6 separate regions of the Mus musculus genome follow, and all the other regions are linked to region 4. Evidence: chromatin contacts called from public Hi-C, HiChIP or PLAC-seq and promoter capture Hi-C data. All regions are on one chromosome and are shown on one strand. The core of a region is the stretch at or near the end of the contact, and the rest is flanking DNA. Distances in the headings are between cores, read along the strand shown.

What was found. A called contact is a pair of places that touch in the nucleus more often than the background predicts. HiChIP or PLAC-seq counts read pairs in DNA pulled down with a chosen protein or histone mark. Capture Hi-C pulls out chosen DNA fragments and counts their contacts.
Region 1: a contact with region 4 is called in a promoter capture Hi-C map of adipose tissue. The contact joins two enhancer-like sites. A contact is called at or near these places in 4 of 484 Hi-C or Micro-C datasets (myocytes, nephron progenitors, uterus and 1 more), 4 of 115 datasets of contacts at active chromatin or transcription factors (embryonic midbrain, fibro-adipogenic progenitors, heart atrium and 1 more) and 3 of 9 other capture datasets (adipose tissue, macrophages and pancreatic islet).
Region 2: a promoter capture Hi-C map of adipose tissue shows a contact between it and region 4. The contact joins two enhancer-like sites. A contact is called at or near these places in 18 of 484 Hi-C or Micro-C datasets (the C2C12 cell line, the G1E-ER4 cell line, the HL-1 cell line and 9 more), 6 of 115 datasets of contacts at active chromatin or transcription factors (astrocytes, cardiomyocytes, embryonic forebrain and 3 more) and 3 of 9 other capture datasets (adipose tissue, liver and pancreatic islet).
Region 3: a Hi-C map of forebrain shows a contact between it and region 4, with 2.9 times the contacts expected there. The contact joins two enhancer-like sites. A contact is called at or near these places in 1 of 15 datasets of contacts at CTCF or cohesin (the NIH/3T3 cell line), 4 of 484 Hi-C or Micro-C datasets (Sertoli cells, cerebral cortex, forebrain and 1 more), 3 of 115 datasets of contacts at active chromatin or transcription factors (embryonic hindbrain, forebrain and heart atrium) and 3 of 9 other capture datasets (adipose tissue, liver and pancreatic islet).
Region 5: a contact with region 4 is called in an H3K4me3 HiChIP or PLAC-seq map of neural progenitor cells, with 4 times the contacts expected there. The contact joins two enhancer-like sites. A contact is called at or near these places in 2 of 39 promoter capture datasets (hippocampal neurons and liver), 1 of 484 Hi-C or Micro-C datasets (ventral hippocampal neurons), 6 of 115 datasets of contacts at active chromatin or transcription factors (embryonic forebrain, embryonic hindbrain, embryonic midbrain and 3 more) and 2 of 9 other capture datasets (adipose tissue and pancreatic islet).
Region 6: a promoter capture Hi-C map of adipose tissue shows a contact between it and region 4. The contact joins two enhancer-like sites. A contact is called at or near these places in 6 of 484 Hi-C or Micro-C datasets (muscle stem cells, uterus and ventral hippocampal neurons), 3 of 115 datasets of contacts at active chromatin or transcription factors (embryonic forebrain, heart atrium and stem cell-derived neural progenitor cells) and 1 of 9 other capture datasets (adipose tissue).

The regions. Positions count from the first base shown.
Region 1 is chr16:43,254,701-43,258,104 of GRCm38.p6, reverse strand. All of the region lies in intron 3 of Zbtb20 (zinc finger and BTB domain containing 20), which reads right to left. Among named protein-coding and RNA genes, the nearest start is that of Gm9968, 110 kb to the left of the region's middle. Within about 2 kb of position 1,389, at least 23 of the 459 cell types and tissues checked have an H3K27ac peak or open chromatin away from gene starts, as enhancers often do. A contact at or near this core is called in adipose tissue and nephron progenitors, where this site is marked.
Region 2 is chr16:43,358,804-43,361,776 of GRCm38.p6, reverse strand. The region is part of intron 4 of Zbtb20 (zinc finger and BTB domain containing 20); the gene reads right to left. The region is part of intron 1 of Gm9968 (predicted gene 9968); the gene reads left to right. Among named protein-coding and RNA genes, the nearest start is that of Gm9968, 3.4 kb to the left of the region's middle. Within about 2 kb of position 1,471, at least 14 of the 459 cell types and tissues checked have an H3K27ac peak or open chromatin away from gene starts, as enhancers often do. A contact at or near this core is called in adipose tissue, liver and muscle stem cells, where this site is marked.
Region 3 is chr16:43,333,939-43,336,849 of GRCm38.p6, reverse strand. All of the region lies in intron 4 of Zbtb20 (zinc finger and BTB domain containing 20), which reads right to left. Among named protein-coding and RNA genes, the nearest start is that of Gm9968, 28 kb to the left of the region's middle. Within about 2 kb of position 1,324, at least 106 of the 459 cell types and tissues checked have an H3K27ac peak or open chromatin away from gene starts, as enhancers often do. A contact at or near this core is called in adipose tissue, cerebral cortex, forebrain and 2 more, where this site is marked.
Region 4 is chr16:43,505,054-43,508,003 of GRCm38.p6, reverse strand. All of the region lies in intron 5 of Zbtb20 (zinc finger and BTB domain containing 20), which reads right to left. Among named protein-coding and RNA genes, the nearest start is that of Gm15713, 86 kb to the right of the region's middle. Within about 2 kb of position 1,468, at least 90 of the 459 cell types and tissues checked have an H3K27ac peak or open chromatin away from gene starts, as enhancers often do. A contact at or near this core is called in adipose tissue, cerebral cortex, embryonic forebrain and 8 more, where this site is marked.
Region 5 is chr16:43,284,873-43,288,290 of GRCm38.p6, reverse strand. All of the region lies in intron 3 of Zbtb20 (zinc finger and BTB domain containing 20), which reads right to left. Among named protein-coding and RNA genes, the nearest start is that of Gm9968, 77 kb to the left of the region's middle. Within about 2 kb of position 1,675, at least 54 of the 459 cell types and tissues checked have an H3K27ac peak or open chromatin away from gene starts, as enhancers often do. A contact at or near this core is called in adipose tissue, embryonic forebrain, liver and 2 more, where this site is marked.
Region 6 is chr16:43,301,534-43,304,687 of GRCm38.p6, reverse strand. Zbtb20 (zinc finger and BTB domain containing 20) reads right to left here. Exons shown (of 11, transcript NM_001285805.1): 4 at 2,073-2,119. Among named protein-coding and RNA genes, the nearest start is that of Gm9968, 61 kb to the left of the region's middle. Within about 2 kb of position 1,302, at least 77 of the 459 cell types and tissues checked have an H3K27ac peak or open chromatin away from gene starts, as enhancers often do. A contact at or near this core is called in adipose tissue, heart atrium, muscle stem cells and 1 more, where this site is marked.

The sequences.
Region 1 (3,404 bases), core at 140-2,639, 250 kb after region 4:
TATGTTTCAAGACTTTTGACACCATGGGGTATTTTACTGTCCATAAAAATAAAAAGGCTGAAGCTTACATAATAATTCAAACCTAAGTTTCCATTTCTTTATTTATTCACTTTGATAATATTACTACTTTGCTTTCTAATGCTCAATATAGCAAATAATTTGAATTTATAAAATGAACATATCATAAGAGATTATTATTTCAAATGTAAAGATACAGTAAGGCTTAGTTACAAATGGCAAATCTGCTTGTACTAAATAAGTGAATAAACATTTTCTGCAGATGTTCTATGTGTTCCCTCTATCTCACACTGCTGGCTCCAGGCTCTGTACTTCCTATTCATTGAGTTGACAGTTTAGAGCACTGTATACTGCAGATGTATGAGACCAAATCAGATTTAATGTATTGGCTGCTAAATCTTTCAGGTTTAAATAAAGTGATACTTTTTCGTTGAGGAACATTAAATATCAAAAGGTGGCCACTTTGTCTTAAATTCATTCAGTAGATGAAATTTATCTAAAAGTATCAGAGTTTCTTATTTTAATATATTAGTTTATGATTTAACCTTTGGTAATTAAGAAATATGTCAATGGAAACATCTTTAGTCACCTAGAGTCATATTGGTTAAATGAACATGTAATTTATAGATACAAAAGTGCTGCTTATTCTCTAAAAATATGTTACATGAAGAACCTCAGATAATCCCCCCTTCTGCAATGTCAATAAACCAAAAATGACTATCTGCCTTTGAAGATGAAACCTTCCTAATTTGAGGAAAGAATCATTTCTCAAAATGTTTACTAGTCTCTATAACAGTATACTTTCAAGTGTTTATAGCAGTGAAGGGTGAAGCATATTACTTTGAGCTCTTTCATGAGCTTTCTCTAAAGTAAGATAAACCAGAAAAGATACTACATACACTGGAAGGAACCATGCTGCAAAAGTTAAGAACATACCTTAGGTTTCCATCCTGGCTCTGCATTCCTCTTGCTGAATTCTTTCATGGCCTTGGGCAATACTCTTAAACTTGCTAAGCCCTGGTTTTCATTGGTTCAGCATAGTGGAAATAACAGAAAACGTACTCTGAGGAATTTGTAGTAAAGAAAAATTAGGCAAGGAATGCATATTGCTCAATGTATTGCCTTACATATGAAAAACTTGGAAAGACTATCAAATGTAATGATTAACAAATTTATACATCTAAACCGTGGTTTCTTTCTTGTGGTTACCTTTTAGGATCAGATTTTTAATAATCATTTATCTTTTATTTGGTTATGATGCTTGTTAAGGTTACTTTTTCTTTGATGCTAAAATGTTCTTTGACTACTATGTCTTCATCTCTGACTCATTCATCAGAGATGCAAGGGGTCATTCAGTTTGTCCTGAACTCAGCTTTCTGGCACTGTTGATGCTGCTTTCTCATTTTACTCAGCAGTTTAAGAACTAAAACTCAAAGATGAACCACTATGCAAATTTATTGGGACTAACACTTACCCAAACTGAGCAAACAAAGAATTATTAAAAAGTAAGCCCACCAGCTCCAGGTGCAGTGGCGCATGGCTAATCCCAGTGGTGGAGAAGAAGAAACTGGACTATCAGGAATATAAGGTTACCCTCAGCTACATAACAATTGGAGGTCAGCCTTGGCAATGGGAGACTGTCTAAAAAAGGAAAAAACCAATCTCAGCAGAGGAGAGCAGCTGATGACAGCAGCTGTGAAATGCTACACACAGTGGAAATCAGTGAACCCCAGAGGAATATACTAAGAAAACTGGAAGGCCATGAAACTTACATGATTTACAAGAGAAGACCAAGCTTAATAAACACTCCGAAGCACTGAAGACTGTGAGAGCCAGGAAAGTCAGTTCTGGGTAAAAGTCTGGACTGAAAGGTCTGAGGGCGTCTGATCATAGAGAAAGTAGAGCTGAGAGAACAACAAGAAGTTTTCCCGTATAAAGCTTCTTTAGTGCATAAGTTACACTGTGGGGACAATATCTGTGAATATACCACTGTGGATGAAGTGCCACACAAATCCCGAGGTTCCATGGCCACAACAGTGTGGGGGATACTCTCTTTGTTCTTCCTTTTACATGTCTATATTTTATTATTTTAGGAATATGAGTGTTTTGGTACACATTTGTATGTATAGCACATGCCCACTTAGTTCCTTGAGGAGATCAGAAGAGGGTCAGAACGGGTGTTACAGATGGCTGTGGATCACACTGTGAATGCTGGGAATCAAACCCTGGGGTCCTCCTCTGCCAGAGCAAAAAGTTCCCCTAATCACTGAGCCACCTTTCCTTAGTCAAGGATAAAGCTTTCAAAGAGTCAGTGCTAGAAACTCACAAAGAATGTAAATTAAAATGAGTACCCATGATGGCAGATAGTGCCAATGGATTATAGACACAAAAGTTTTTCTTAGATAGGATACTAAGAATTTAGCTTCTTAAACACATGTCATAAAGGTAACAAAAGCAAGATTGTTAGTTTATGGTTTAAAAATTTTTTAAAAAGATTTTTTTTGTCCTTTGCTTGGATATGGATCCGACTCTTCAAAGAGTACTAAATTCACTTAAATTTTAAACCAAAGATTGGCAAGGACATTGAGATGGTAATGTAACATCATGCTTGAAAGAATAAACTATCAAAAGAACAAAAGCAACTGAAGTGGAACAAGCAAACTTATCACGAGTCATGGAGGTTTCTGCAGTATTAAAACTACTACTAAACATGAGCAAGACTCTTATTCAAGGGAACAACAAAGTAGTCTTCTACATTCATTTTTGTGAAATTTTTCTGAATGTGGTAAATGTAGGCAATTATTTGGTAGTTCCTTTCAGTTTTCAAATGTAATTTTAAGTAGTTTGTGGAAAAAATTTATTCAAAACAAACATTTAAAGTGCTAAAACACAAAGGCTAGTTTTCTTAGATATGCACTGGCTTTCATATGTACATGCAATCACACATCCCCGTTCACACGTTCACATATCACAGGGCCTCTTGGAGGAAGACACAGGAAGAAATATTTGCAGGGATCCTTCATATTTGCATCTCTTGATATCTGCGTGTGTATGCTGATGAAATCCTATATTTTGTTGATGACCAGTATTTAATATACACTTTTTAAAATCCCTGCATGGAAAAAATATTAATCCCCATACAAAATCAGGGGTGTAAATTTCTAAGTAATATCCTAAGGAAAGCATCATCCCTTCTGTTAATTAGGCATTCTTGTTTTTTAAAATGTTGAACATCTTAAAGCTAATATGTCAGGATATAATGTTACAGTGAGCAAAGCTACTAGGTCAGTAAGACAACTTAGCCGGGACATGATTTTAAAATAATACTTCCATTTATGTTACTATCCCAGAAGTGAATTTTATTTACAATGATTAAAATATCTCTT
Region 2 (2,973 bases), core at 222-2,721, 150 kb after region 4:
CACTAGCATCACTTATCACCCTTATGTGCCCAGTCAGAGAAGCTCTGCCATTGGTGTCCCACCAGATTGAGTAGAACCAGAAGAAATACTACAGGAGATCAGTTGGATGTAGGGCTTACCATGCTGCTTTGAAGAGCTTGTTTTCATGTGGGATTTTCAGTGTTACAATGTGAATACGGGGGATGCTGATGATCTATTATGTGAAAACCTTGATTGGGGAATCCATGTTATCAAAGGAACTGGGAGCCTGACAGTGTCTAGTAACCAGAGGCCAAAAGAAAAAAAAAAATGAGGGAATTTTTAGAAGCTACTCCAAAAGCAACAGGATAAAAGTGCTATTGGCCTTGACCACATGATGAGGCTGTTTTACCAAAGGGGAAAACTTAGTCCAGTTGATTGTCCCAGCCTAATTGATTAATTGTGGGTCTGACCATCTGGCTGATGAATGCTGACACCCAGCAGTGATTACTGTGTAACACAAGTCCGGATGTGCTCTCCATGATGCCTCCCACATTAATGGTAACACTGACCCCCAGGTTAGTTTATTTAGGCCTCTTGGCTCAGTCTCTTCATGGAACAGTGGTTGTGGCAGGGAATATTTTACTAGACCTGGTCAAGCATATCTTCTTCTCCTGTTTCAGTGGCCGCTCCTTTCCAATTCCACCCCGATCCTCTCCTGAGCCCTCTCGCACATAATCGGTTTTCATGCAAAGCCCTCCATCTGCACTTTTCATCATGTGGCCGAGGCTCTCATCTCTGGTCGCTCTATTGTGAAGAAGGTTGTTGGACTGGCCTGCAAGGGGAGCCCATGGAGTCCTTTTCACTGTGTTATCTGGACTGGTTTACTATCACTTACTCATATGGTTACAAAACAGAAATTATTTCATCCAAATCTTGAAACTGAGCTAAAGTTCTACAATATTTCAATTCTGTATGAAGATTAAGAGAAGATAATTCTTACATCTTAAAGTTATTTGTCATTCTTAGATGTGTGCCATGGATAGGAACCATCCTTGTCCTGAAACTAACTTGAGATTTCAGGGAAGCATTTCTGAGTTAGAGAAACTGTATCAGGCTGAAGAAAATAGCAGGGTACAGTAAGCGTGCCACCTACAAACCACTCTACATCCGGACACAGCATGTACGCACAATTCCCTGGGCAAATCAGATTTGAACACATGCAAACTTTAGATATTACAAAAAGTTTATTTTCTTCTTCATTCTATTTGGTGGAGAGGTAGGGGACAGTAAGCCCACAGCAAATGGCTTGAAAAGCTTGTGTGAGGAGTCACAACGGACAGTCATCCTTTCTCTGTTCTTTTCCCATCCTGATTTCTACCTTGAAATCATCCGTCTCCTGGTCTCCACAGACACTGAACTCCTCTGTGTTTGGGCTGTATTGGTGTTAATTTTCAGCAGAGAGTGGTAGCAGCATGCTGAAATACAGAGTTCTGTGTGGGGAGTTGGGAAATATTTTTGGCATGGCTGTCAGTAAACAACTCTGTATCTTGGGCAAGTCAAGTCCCTTAACTCCCCATGTCTCAGTTTCTTCATTGAAAAATGATAGGGTAGGACTGCATGAACTCTGCTGTTTCTGCCAACAGTAAGATTCTATGGTTCTATAGCTCATTTCCCTTTTTCTCCCCTCTGGCATCAAATGCTCAACAACTCTGCATAAAATAATTTTTCTTTTTCAGTTACTGAAGGAAAAATATCTCCTTCATTTACTGCTGGGCATTTTCTATTTGTACCCCCTCTTTCTTTTTGATGTTAGATATTTTGAGTCATAAACATGAACATATTCAGATAGATGCTTTAAATTTGAAGGCATTTAAGGAGAATAGCTTTCCCATGTAGAACATTTAGTATAGCTCTGCATGGAGGAAGCCAGCCATCCAAAGTGGAGCAAAGGGGCCAATTCACAAATGAGAGGAAGCCTTTCATAATAAGAGTCTCCAGGCTCTTCAATTTAGATAAAGCTCAAATGCTATCAACTCCCAACTACGTTTCCAGTCAGCCCCAGACACCATCACAGACACTTAGGACTACAAATCTGAGGACCAACGCTGGCAGGGATGCCGCTCTTATTTCACCTCCACCATCCATTGCCAAGTAGGATTTAGGATGGCATAGTAATAAGAGCCAAGAGGACAATCTGTCATTTATTTTCCTCCAAACTTTTTGAAATTTCCCATTTGGGCTCTGTTTCCCAGTTTTAATTTGGTAACTGCCATTTTTCAGCATTTCTTTTAACAGGTTACTAATAATTTCTGATACAGGATCTCATATTTCATTTTCTGCTGCTAGAACTTGCTGTTAATATTTCATCTGCCTTCAACTCAGCTCAGAATAAAGGCTGCTACATTTTAGATACTCTGTTAACACTTAGGTTCTGGGAATTTCATCTCCAGAGTTCACTTAGTTTATCCATATCTGGTTAAGTAACAGGTTGATGGTACAGGCAGTATCTCAGGGTGTGCTGCTAAACATGTTGCAGATTCTTGTGGTAGCTCTTCTCCAAATCTCTGACTGAGAGACTGAAAATACCCTATTTGTTTTCCAAGGTAACTTATGATTGGCTTTTGGAAGCGGAGTGGTTTTGACAAGCTGTGGCTCACAGAAAGTTCTAGGTTAAATTTTTTGTTTGTTTGTTTGAAATTTGCTAGATATATCACCTGTGAGGCCAATCTCTTTTTCTATTTCAAGAGAGAGTCAAAGTATACATCTGTATTGCTATATGGATCCAATAAATTTAACTGCTGAAGATTACTGAATTCTCAATAAATAATAGCTATCATTAATAATTTATAAATTCACATTATATAATATTGGATTTTGACACATTTTCCAAGGTCAACAAATTAATCCAGATTTTTATTTTTTAATAACAAATTCACTGAGAACTAGAGTAAAATCCTTTAAAGTGTAGATCAGTAAAGTCATATGGTCAGACAGTGTTTATAGCATCACCGT
Region 3 (2,911 bases), core at 75-2,574, 170 kb after region 4:
AAAAAAGAAGACAGCATGACCATAAGCAACTTGGGAGACTTCCACATACTAGTCCACTATGGAAGGAAGTCAGGACAGGAATATGGATGCAAGAACTGAAGCATGGCCCATGGAAGAGTGCTACTCATGGCTTGAGCAGCCATTTTTGTTAGAGCATCTAAGACCATCTGCCCGGGGATGGCACCTGAGTTACAATGGCATGTGTCCTACTTTCTAAATATAGTCAATTACTATGTCCAAATGAAATTAGGCTTACGAGTAAAGAAAACTACCTTAAAGAACTTATTTGCTTGGGAGATTGGTGGCATGTGACACAGGCTGGCCACACAGTACAAAAATGAGTCTCTCCATCCTCGTTGATCTTTCAGCCTCATTCTAAGCAAGTGTTTGTTAATAAACAATTAATAAACTAAATGAACTATTTGGTCGGAATCCCATTTCACAGAAACAAAAATACAAGGCACTAGGGAAAGTTTCCAGGCTTCAGAGTCAAGTTACAAGCATTTCCTGAATCTACCTGTTCTGAGATGAAAGATGTCTAGGCATATACCACCAATTCTAATTCTAATATCTCCAGTTAATATCCCCCCCTGGTCTCATATTGATCTTGCTGTTGATTCTTCTCATATTCTTGGTCATTTTATTAAGAGGCAGCAAAATGGAGATCAAAGACTGCAGCAATGAGTGAGCAAAAATATTTCTCAAATCAGTGAACCTGAAACTCCTTGTCCAATTTTGGCCATCTCTCCTGCCCTTTAGAACTCTGTTTCAGTTTAATCTCTTCTAGTTTTGGCCTGTAAACCACCTACTATTATACCAGGCCTATCACGCCAGCAAATCACTGTAACAGACGGATTGTTAATTATTTGCCTTTATTTCTCAACAATATTGCAGGTGATGGATGGTGACCAAATGCACTATGAGATGAGGTCTTTCATGCACTCTATGTTTTAGTTAGGCAAGAATTTCCCCAAACTCATAGCTAACTACTGTCCAGCTCATCGGTGTACGTACATGTTCTATGTAGAAGGTTCTTCCTTTGTTATGGTTTTACAAAGGCTAGCCATTTTAAGAAACTGACTACTTCCTGTTGATCCTTAACCCTTTAGCCGTGAGAAGTCCCGAGAGTCCGTTGCAGCCTGTGACTACTGGTAGTGATCTTTACTCTCTGATCCTTCTGGTGGACCTTAGTTCTTACTGCTTTATCCAATCTTAAGCCAGCTTGTAATCAACTTAATTTTTAAAGTCTTTGTACACATTAGGTAATATTTGTTCTCTGAACTCCCAAGGGAAATGTGGTAACTGCCCAACGAGGAAGCCCTACCCTTCATTATTCAGCAACAGCTTGAAGAGTACTTTAATTCCAACCTTCCGCCCTCTGACAGCCCAGCTGCATCAAAGGCTGTGTTCCCTGTTTGTTTGTTTTTTTCCAGAAACAGAATCACCATTTCAAACTGAATCATCCATTACTAAAGGATGGACTCTAGGTCCAAATTTTAAAAACATGTGAGCCGCAGCAACTCTGAATTGAATTATGACTTATGTCAGAGTCTGGACATCTGCGGCCCCCTCTCCTCTAGCCTCTGGATCCCTGCATGCTGTTCAGGGGAAGTTGCTGGCTTCTGAACTGAAGGTTTGAAAATGAAGGCATTCTCTTTTATGGAGAATAGTCCTTCAGCGATTTAAACAAGCAGCTTTGTGATCAAAATAATTCATAAAGGAAAAGATTTATGAAGAGACTTCACGAGCACACAATGCATTTTTTAAACTTTGGTTTTTAAATAAATCTGTCAGTACACAAGCCAAGGCAACACGTCTGAATGCAGTATCAGTGGGCACACCCGGAACTCCTCTTCGGTGCTTGCCTAAGACTGGTGGAAAAGGGAAACACTTCTCTTTGTCTTCTTGTAAAATACTAGTTTAAAACAAAATTTAAAACCCAGTTCCACACAAAAGCTTTAAGATACTGTGCACATTACTACCTTCTTATACAGAAAACTTGTCTCTAAAAAATGTTTTCCATCCACTGCCCTTTCTTATTTAAGAAAATAAAAAACAGAAAAGAAAGAAAGAACGAAAGAACCCGACTTGTGTGTATCCCTCTGGCACCGGAGCCTGTTCTAATCTCCTTTATCAGGCTTGAGTGATAGCTCTGCTCCATGAGTATTGACAGGGCCGTCCTGTTTCTCAGGCTTTCGTTTCTCTCAGTTGGAGAAGGATACAGTGCATTTTCACATTCTCAAAGTCTGCAGTTGTTTTTATATAAGAAGCAATTTGCTTGGGTCACGTCAGGTCGAATGGGATGCCTGCCCAGCTCTTGGTTTTAAAGGAAAAACATACAGAAAGACACAAAAACACAGCAGTTTCCTTCATTAAATTCCACTCTACCTGCCATGGGCTTCTAGCCACAATGGAATTTCCCACCCTGGCCTAGCCTAGCCTAACTTTTATTTTTAGGGATTTTTTTTCCCCTTTAAATCTTATGAGCTTTCTTTCAAGTGAACTCTGAGGCAAGGTTTATTAAATGATAGAGTAATTGCCTGGTTTTAGAAAAACAGACTCAAGAAAAAAAAATGCCAAGTGACCTTCCATAATATTGCTTTACAACCACCCTTTGGATAATAGCCCTTTCAAAAAAAAAATAGGTTCGAATCAGCACAACAACACAGCTATACAACTTAAAATCAAACCTTGCATCCTGAAGAGAACAGGGAGAAGAGTGACTTCAGTGGTTTCCTCTATCTAACTGCATAGGATAGAGACAATTTTAGAGAAAACAAGGACATATATAATATATAGGATGAGAGACGATGGAGGGAAGGGGGTCTTTCTACTTAACTGCAAGAGAATTTTGGAGGAAAAACATGGGAATACATAAAATAATAGGAGGAGAGAGGTGGGAAAACGAGAG
Region 4 (2,950 bases), core at 219-2,718:
TGCCAAGTTTAACGTTCTGAGACAGAGCTGTTTTGGAGTTTTCCGTTGGGGGAAAAAGGTTTCTAAAAAAAATTTTTTTTTTGAGCTGAAAGAGAATAGTTCTCCCTTCCCTTTTGGGTACTCTTAAAGGGGTGGAATAAATTTCTCTTCAAGTTTCAACAAAACTCACAATTGGTTATAAAAAAAAAAGACATTGCACATTAAAGGTCCATGAAAAATAATTTCAGAACAAGTAACAAGAAGCTAAAATCTACAGGTCTGAAGGATGTAGCGGTCACCTGAGTCTTTAAGGCAGTCTTGTGTGTTGTAACACAAAAACATACACATACAATCAGAATCTAGTATGTTCAGTATGGCAAGAATAATGTATAGACCACTTTAGGCATATCGAGAGAAGTTATGCTTTTTTTTTTTCTAACTAAAATCTGAACTCTCCAAAACTAAAAAAATACATGAAATTATAGGGTAAATTCAGCAAGAATTGTCAGTATAATTGCACAGCAAGCATGGAAAGATAGCTGATCACATATTGGTCAGCTAAATTTTGAGATACATAAAATAAAAATTCGATTGAGTTAAGGTTTTAAAAGTACTAATTGCAGCAAAACTGCTCGTCTTTCTCCAGTTTGGGATTTTCTCTCTCCCTGCCTTGAATACCCTAAATACCCCATCTACCACCTATCACCAAACCCTGACCGAGCAGCGCACAGATCTCAAAGACCTTATTTAAATCTCTTACTTAATCTTAAGTCTCTGAATAGATTGCAACTCCTGCTCCACTTTCCAGTGGTGCTCAGCTGGCCTCACAAAAGCGCCACGGACATATCCTTAACTATCTCTGATGTTTTCAAGCTCAACAGAGGGTGCCAAAAAGAAAAGAAAAAAAAAATCAAAGATCGGAAAAAAAAGTTTATTAAAGTGAAAGCAGGAGCCCAGATTTGAAGAAGTTGCCTCTACTTTTATTTCCCTCACAACTCCGCACAGGTGTTTCCTACCTCACGCTGCTGTGCACGCTGCTGAGGAGGAGGGGTAAGTGAGGGTGGGGGAGTGGGCCAAGGTCTGACCAGCAGGCATCAGGAGCTGCAGCCTCCTGGGTTAATGGATGTGTTTAAAAATGGACCCCAAGCCCCCAAAAGCCTGGAATGAGGTTTCTTTTTGGCAAATGATTAAACCACTATACTGAAATAATTAAAGCTTTGTCCTTAAATAAAGCATCCGATCAACAGAACAAAAACAAAGATAAAAACTGCACACACATATGCATGCGTGCACACACTCTGACACACAGATACACAAAACTAGCGGGTGAAGGGAGAAGGAAATTAAATAAAAGAAAACAAACAGAGTCCTAACAGGCCATTCTCCAAAAAGAAATCTAAATAAAAAGTCATATGATATCTGATAGTGCAGGACACGTCGCCAAGAACCAGAGCGGATTGCCTCCAGGAAGAAAGGGCCAGTGTATTCCAGCTCAAAGAGCGTTTCTTTCTTCCTCCTCTATGTTCCCCTTTCTCCTCGACTGTTGAGTGTGTTACTCTCAGGTCAGACCTACGAAGAATCCCAGAATGACAGCTATCACCTCTCACTGTACTCTCCCAGCACAGCTAGCTGACGGGGCTGCCTGACTTGGGGGGGGGGGTACTGCTGCATTCAGCAACAGCCTCTTCCTCTTCCAGTCCTCCCTCTGTCCCTCTCAGAAAATCCTCTGGCCACCCCAAACAGCAGACAGGGAGAGAGATGAAGGGTGAGGAGAGGACACTCACACACACAAACCAAATATGCAGGTACAACAGCTGCAGTAACAAAAGGATTCAGGAGAGGGGAAAAAAAGAGAAGAAAAGAAAAAGAAACCAAGCAAAGTATGTGTGGGGGCTGGGGTGGGGAGCAAGGGCAGAAAAAAATCCCCAAGCCTCTTGCCTTTAAGCTAAAACTTTTTAAAGACTTAGTTTCTTTTATTTTTGGTGAGTGACTTTCATTTTAGGATCGTTTACAAATTCTACAAAAATATAGACTTTTGAGTGGAATTCAAGAATTTCCCGCAAGAAAACATGCAACTGTGACAAGTGACCGGCCCTAGAAATTTTGGATTTGCCCAGACTTCCCTTACTTCTAGTATCTTCCCATGAGGTCAAGTACTAGCTTGGCCACCCAGTGCCAGGCTTAATTTGAGGGTCATTACTGAAGGAGCACACACATAGACGGGTTCCCGAAAAGACCCCTTGTTATCAAGTTACTTCAAACACAAGGCATTCAGCCCTCCCAGCCAGGAGGGCTGACTAGTGAGGCGTTGCCCTCTGCCCCATAAGCACTGTGCCCTTTAGAAACACAGATAGACGTACAGTTCATACACATGGGAAAATATATGTACCTCTAGTTTTTCTTATAGTGTCCGGCCCCAGGGATAATGAATGAGTTTTATTTTTCCATAAATGGGAGGAAGAGGAGGAGAGAGTTTCTGACTCGTGGACAACTGTTGTAGTTGTTTCCCTCTGAGCCACACTTAGGTGCTCAGCCTAGTCTGCATTTTCAGGGTTTTGTGGTGGCGCTTGTAGCTATTTCCCCTCTGCTCAGTTTAGTGTCCATTATGTACCTCAAATGATTACCAAACGACACTCAAAATATAAACACATTAAGAGCAGAACTTTCAGAAAGAAAGCATTTCCCTGGGATTATAAGTTAAGGATATTAGTATAAAAATATAAAATGTACAGCATGTATTAAAAGATAAACTGTTTACTATACTTTGCTCATACAGTTCCCGTCCTGATTTCTCTTTTCTTTTGTTAGAGGATTAATTTGAAAGTGATAAGCATTCTAGAATGTTTACTACAAACACAAATTCATAGTGGAAATACATACGCATAGGCAAAACATCAAACAGAATACAAAGCTACATGGCAATCAGAATTGTTGAGAAAACCTCCGTCTAGACTACATTTTGCTTGAACTA
Region 5 (3,418 bases), core at 426-2,925, 220 kb after region 4:
AGAGAGAGAGAGAGAGAGAGAGAGAGAGAGAGAGAGAGAGAGAGAGAAGGAGACAGAGAGTGAGAAGGAGCCAGAAGATTAGAACAGGTTGCCAAAGTTAATATTAGTCTAAGCAAAGAAATTCAGTAAGAAACTGAGTGAAGCTAGATTGAATCAGTCAGCTTGAAGAGGAGTTTGAACCAGAACAGCTGAGCAGAACCAGCCAGTGGGAAATCAGAAAGAAATAAAAAGGGATACGTGTATTCTGCAGTAAGTCTCAGAGACTGAAAACATTCTAGGGCTAGATTAGATTTATAGAGGCTAGAAGCTTCCAGAACTAGGCCTAGGTGAGCAGACTGAGGCAGTTAGCCTCCAAGACTACAATTGCAACAGAAGAATAACGGTTATTTTAACAGAAGGGCTTAAAATCATAGGTAGATTATGCTTTGAAAATGAAAGCTAGATGTGAATTTGAATCTAAGGACTAGCAATATTTATAAAAACCTCTCTGAATCTGGTTAACTAGCTGTGGAATGAACAGTTGCCCATTTGTAAGACTGTTAGGTTAAAGTCTATCCTGGCATAATGTCGCCCTTATGAAGTGGGGCACTATTAACTATTATGCATTTAAGAAGGACATTTGGATAAAACTTTTTATGGAACAAATGACATAGAACTCTCTTGGGAATAATAGATGTGAAGTAACATTTTGTGGTGGTTTAATGAAAGATTAACTTCTTGCTTATTAGATACAATCTAAATAAAGATAGAAACAAAAGTATTTCATAGTGTCAAGTTTTAAGTAGAAGATCTGAGTTATTTTAAACTCTTTTGGCTTTGTGATTGCTGGTACTTTCATTTAACAATGGGGCAAAATGACGTTCTGATATATTCTTAACATCAATAACAAGAAGGATGGTGAGGATGACAATGATGGTTATGGAAAAAAACCACAATCAGGAATGGGTAGGATCTCTGTCTTCTGACATTCTGACATTTCCACAGTGGCCAGGAGAGTAATAATTACCACAAGGTCACAGTTACAAAGGACTATGCTTTTCCCGGAACTCTCTGAGATTACCCACAGAGGCTCCAAACATTAGGTAATGCTGTGTATATCTCCTGAGATAATGAGGCTGAGTCAGGGTTAGGTCAGGGTTTCAGGTTAGAGGGGTGGGTGAAGGGTAGTTTTCAGGTCTAGTGATGAAAACAGTTTACCTTAGGCAGAGAACAAGCTCCAGAGCCCTTCATGTGAGGAAACAGAAGACACAGACACTGCACAGAGAGGGTGGCTGCAAACAGACTCTCTGGGACTCAATGGCTAACTGCCTCATAGCAACTCCCCCTCCCCCTCCAATCACATACACTGAGAAATGAACCAAAAAGCCCAGGGTGCAATATAAATCCTGCTATCCCAATAACACACACAGATGTTCCACCACTGTTTTCTTTTATGCACATTTTAATTAAGAGATCAGAATCAAGCATTAAAATGTTATTAAATAGCTTGTTTACATGTTCACTATGTGTCATTTATTATGCATTTTCAGAAGGACTACTGGAAGTTTTGAGTCATGGCTACAGGAGTCCTACGAACTCTGGCCCTTTTAGCTGGCTAAGTATGTTCAAGACAGCTTTTCTGGCCCAGGCACTAGAATGAGCCCTCTCACTTCTTTAACTCTCAGTCAGGCAGCTCCCATTCCCCATTGTACCCCTTGGCAGAGTGACAAGCTGCACTGCACTGCTCTAACACTGCAGGAGGTCCTAGGTCCTTAGCAACCTTTCTGATTTTTTCACAAGAGGCCCAATTCCAAATACTCTCCCATTGTCCTCACAAGAAAATGCTCTGTATACCCGCTTTGTGTTCTTTCCCTGTGCTACTTGAAAACCTCAGCAACACTAAGCTACCAAATGAAGAACCTTCCATCCTAGGAGTTACACATATGTCCCTGGACCAGACACAGTGGGAGACATGGAAACAAGTAGGGTTTTTCTCTTTAAGCAACAGTGGCTATTTCTAGTTTATAACTTGTCTCCATTTGCTCCTGTCCAATCCTTTGCGTATAAGCATATTCACAGTTCTTCGTTTCCCAGATCCCATGAATATCAAGACATTCTTACCAACCACCTGAATACACAGATCACAGGTGTCCTGCAGTCTGCACAATACAGTTTAAGTACCTTTACCATATGGCTTCATCCTGGAAGTCCAAATTCATCTTATGCCTTGTGAATCACTGTACATAGGGTTGTGGGTTCTCAGAGGGCAGGACTCTTATCACATAAACCTGTGGCTCAGTGCCTCCCACTCTGCATGTGGCTTGACTATAGGAGGTGAAAGTGCTTTTCTTTATTTTTCTAGTTTCTTATCCAGGGTGGACAACGCTTGTCCAGCCCTGGCAGTTGAAAGAAACCCACAGTAATCTTGTTGTCAGTTTATTTTACTTACATTGTCTTAATTGCAGCATCCATGACTGTAGGAATGATCTGGTTGCTCTGGGTATAAACCTGACACTTGAGGAAGTAGGTTTGCTATGACCACAGAAGAGACAGTGCTCAGAGAGGAGAAACTGCAGGGTTTTAATATCCCCTCGAGAAGGAATTCTTAAGAAATTACCACAGAAAGAATGAAATTGGCTCAGTGTTCTGGCAAGTTATCTTAGCAACATGTGTCAAAAACTTAGAGGATATGAATGTTGTTATCCCAGAAAGTGTACATCTATGGTCTAAAGGAAGTAATCAAAAATCTACATACAAATTTGGAAGCAAGTTTGTTTATCATGTTTCTTAGGATTGTGAAGAATGGAAAACTTTATCTGACAATAGAGTGTTGATTAAATAAATGATAATATAACCATTTACTGGCACGGTGTGCAAATACTAAAAATATTTGGATACTACTTAGTGCCAGAAAGAAAACAAATGAAAAAAAAACCAAAATCTAAAAGTATATAAAAAGAAAATTATTGTATCAATATATAATCCTCAGTTAAATATTGTCTTAGTTAGGGTTTTACTGATGTGAACAGACACCATGACCAAGACAACTCTTATAAGGACAACATATAATGGGGTCTGGCTTATAGGTTCAGAGGTTCAATCCATTATCATCAACTTAGCATGGCAGCATCCAGGCAGATATGGTGCAGGAGGAGCAGAGAGTTCTACATCTTTATCTGAAGGCTGCTAGAAGACTAGCTTCCACGTAGCTAGGATGAGGGTTTTTTTTTTTTTAATATTTTTTATTATTACGTATTTTCCTCAATTACATTTAGAATGTTATCCCAAAAGTCCCCCATACCCTCCCCCGCCCCCCACACTTCCCTATCCACCCATTCCCATTTTTTGGCCCTGGCATTCCCCTGTACTGGGGCATATAAAGTATGCGTGTCCAATGGGCCTCTCTTTCCAGTGATGGCCGACTAGGCCATCTTTTGAT
Region 6 (3,154 bases), core at 53-2,552, 200 kb after region 4:
AAAATAACAAGGCAATACAGTGGGAAACTGACAGGCCACAGGTTAAGCAGTGAATGAGCCAGATGATGAATGCACAGGAGTTCATTACCGTAATCTGCCTACATTCATGGATTTGAAAATTTTGAAAAATCATCTTAAAATATATACTTCATTTGAACTTTCAATCATTTATCCATTATTTACAGACTGATTCACACATTGTTCATATGCAAGGGACTATAGAAATGGAAAAAGTAAAATATAATGCTTTTGTGGGCATTTTGATTATAGGAATAGAATTTATTTATTTAGAATGTCTATAAAGACTTTGTAACTAAATGAAAAATTCTTAAGTTAAATTTTTAAAAAAGGAACAAAAAAATTACAGAGGAATTCCAAGCACAGCATATTCGAAAACTATGTCCTCAGAAGAAAATGAGAGTTAGAAAATGTATCAAATAGGTATTAATGGTTAGATTTAAATTATAGATATAATTATTTTAATTTTTCTTCATTTTACTCCTATGTATTTTTCCAAATTATTTTTAATGAACAAGTATCATTTTTAAATGAAATAAATAATTGTTCATTACTAGACAAGATGTGCTCCCTCCTCTAGAAGGTTTCCATGTACTAAAACAGAGAAATGCAAGCACACAGCACTGCCCACTCCTTCCCTCCGCCCTGTATCTTCGTGCCTGAAAGCGGATACACCCAAAGGCCAAGCCCATCAACTTATACTTCATCTGATCACAGAAACAGAAAACACTGGGGAGGAATCTGCTTCTTTTGCAAGTCAGCCATAGTGTGGAATTGTGGCTTTTCTGTGCTGATATCATTTTGTGAGTAATGCTAAGAGAGAACAAGTTAAAGTTACCAAGTAGGCCTGTTCATTGTGCCTCTGGGCTCCCACTCAGAGCAGGTTTACCTTGGGTAGCAAAACAAGTAAAGCAGGGAGTCGGGGCTGGGGACGGGAGAAAGAATAACAGTCCTAAAGCCATGGCCTTCGGTGGCAAGCAGGACACGCTCAGGGACAGAGATAGAGTGGTGACAGAATTAGAAACAGTAACGGTGACAACTATGGATCATGTGCAGGGAGCATGGAAATTCCCCACAGAAAGCTCTGTCTCACCCTAAGAGATGATTTTCTTCATTTACTGCACATTCATATGAAGTGCAGTCAAGAGTGTAACTTTAAAGGTTTGGATGACTCTGCTGTTTATGACTAAACAGGACTAGAGTGCCAGGCAGAAGAGAGCCAGAAGCCAAGCGAGGTGTTCCTTCCCTCCCCCTCCCTCTGGAGCACATTTGTCATTACAGTTTACAGCCTGCCAGCCTCTAGCAAACTCAGCTCTTTCTGGCTGTCTCCTACCTTCCCATCCTGCCTTGCTCTCCTCCAGGCACCTACTACCAAGACTGTTCAAGGACACAATGCTACACTACCCTTCTAGAAACTTCACATAGTCTCACCAGAAGACAAGCAGCCAAACTCTAAACCTGTGTTTGCATTATCTTGGCACTATTAATTTCCAGTAACAGACATGTTTATCTGTAGCTCCACAGGCCGCTCCCTTTTCTTCTTGGGGATATATGCAAGTGTGGCTATGTCTGTTTTTAAGATTCAAAAGAGGCAAATACATTTCAGATTTACAAAAGATTATATAATATAAACCAGAAATTCAAAGAGACAAAAAGTATGTTTGAAAGACTTCCTGTGTGTTTTCCTAATGTCAAAATGACTGCATTCTCCACAGGGAGCATCAGGCGCTATCTTCACCTTATTCTGTTTCTGTCTCTATAGAAAAATTTATTTCCAGAAAGACCTCCAAACAAGTCCTTTAGTTTTTCCCCCCATGTCTACTAAAGTCATTCAAAATGTTTACCAATATTGTGATATTGATTCTTATTCTTTTATATCTTATCAGTATCAAAATACATTCTGTTCAAATTTAATCTTGTGGTGGTAAATTCACTACAGCCCCTAGATTTACTTCTTGTTTGTCTGGAGTTGCTAAACTTGATATGAATACACTTTATTTCTTTGGACTTCAAAATTCTGGCCTGCAATTGAGAGACAATGAAATCTTACTTACCAGCCAGCAAGTTGTGTGAAATATTCAATTGCTGATGATAAAAGAGTCTGAAATGGAAAAGGATACCATAAGTCTTGGTATGTGTTTCACCTAATATATGACAATATGCTAATCACAGAAAAGAATACACTTGTCCCTCCCCTGGGACCCTGGCTTGATCGTAGAAAGTAAAAGACGGTTCCTTTGGGAATGAAATCACAATTAGACCCTACTGACTGGTGACTTGGTGAGTGCCTGAATATTTAACTTGATGATCACTAACCAGATGCAGCCAGTAATAAATGATCTGCTAACCCTTTATACAATACACTCTGTGTAGAGAAAGTTCAGTTTCATAGTTAATTATTGTGATCTGCTTAAAAAATAATCAAACTTTTGGTCACTACAAGGATTTGTAGTTCTGTTTGAATTTTACTGTACTTTTCATTAAACATTTTATAAATATAAGCAAACTGGTCTCTCCTTGCTTTGGGCTGTTTGCTAACCATGTTCGGGATGTTCAGTCTTGTGACAGTGATGGCAAAGCAAGCAATGGACAGTGTACGCCAGCTTTCATGACACTTCATCAGAGTACTGGCTGGACTGTCCTTCTCTGTTTGTTTTGTTGTTGTTGTTGTTGTTTTTTGTTCGAGACAGGGTTTCTCTGGGTAGCCCTGGCTGTCCTGGAACTCACTCTGTAGACCAGGCTGGCCTGGAACTCAGAAATCTGCCTGCCTCTGCCTCCTAAGTACGGGTAGTAAAGGCATCCGCCACTACCGCCCGACTTATACTATCCTTTTTGACTACAAATTAATGTATGGTTTTATATTCCAAGCTAGGTAAGAGAAGCACAAATGTGAACTGAAACCTTTAAAACTTTTATGCTATGTCACAAAATAATAGATTGAAATAAAAATTAACATTAAAATATTTTCAAATGTGGAACAAACAAGCTCCAATTGTTAGATAATCTACAGTTTAGAAACTGCTAGTCCGATAGTACACACCTATTAATATTTCTACATTGTATTTCTTATTAATTACCTTAAGAATACAGAAGCTACAAGTGGCTTTCCTGGTAGTCACCCAACCTTCAATACCAG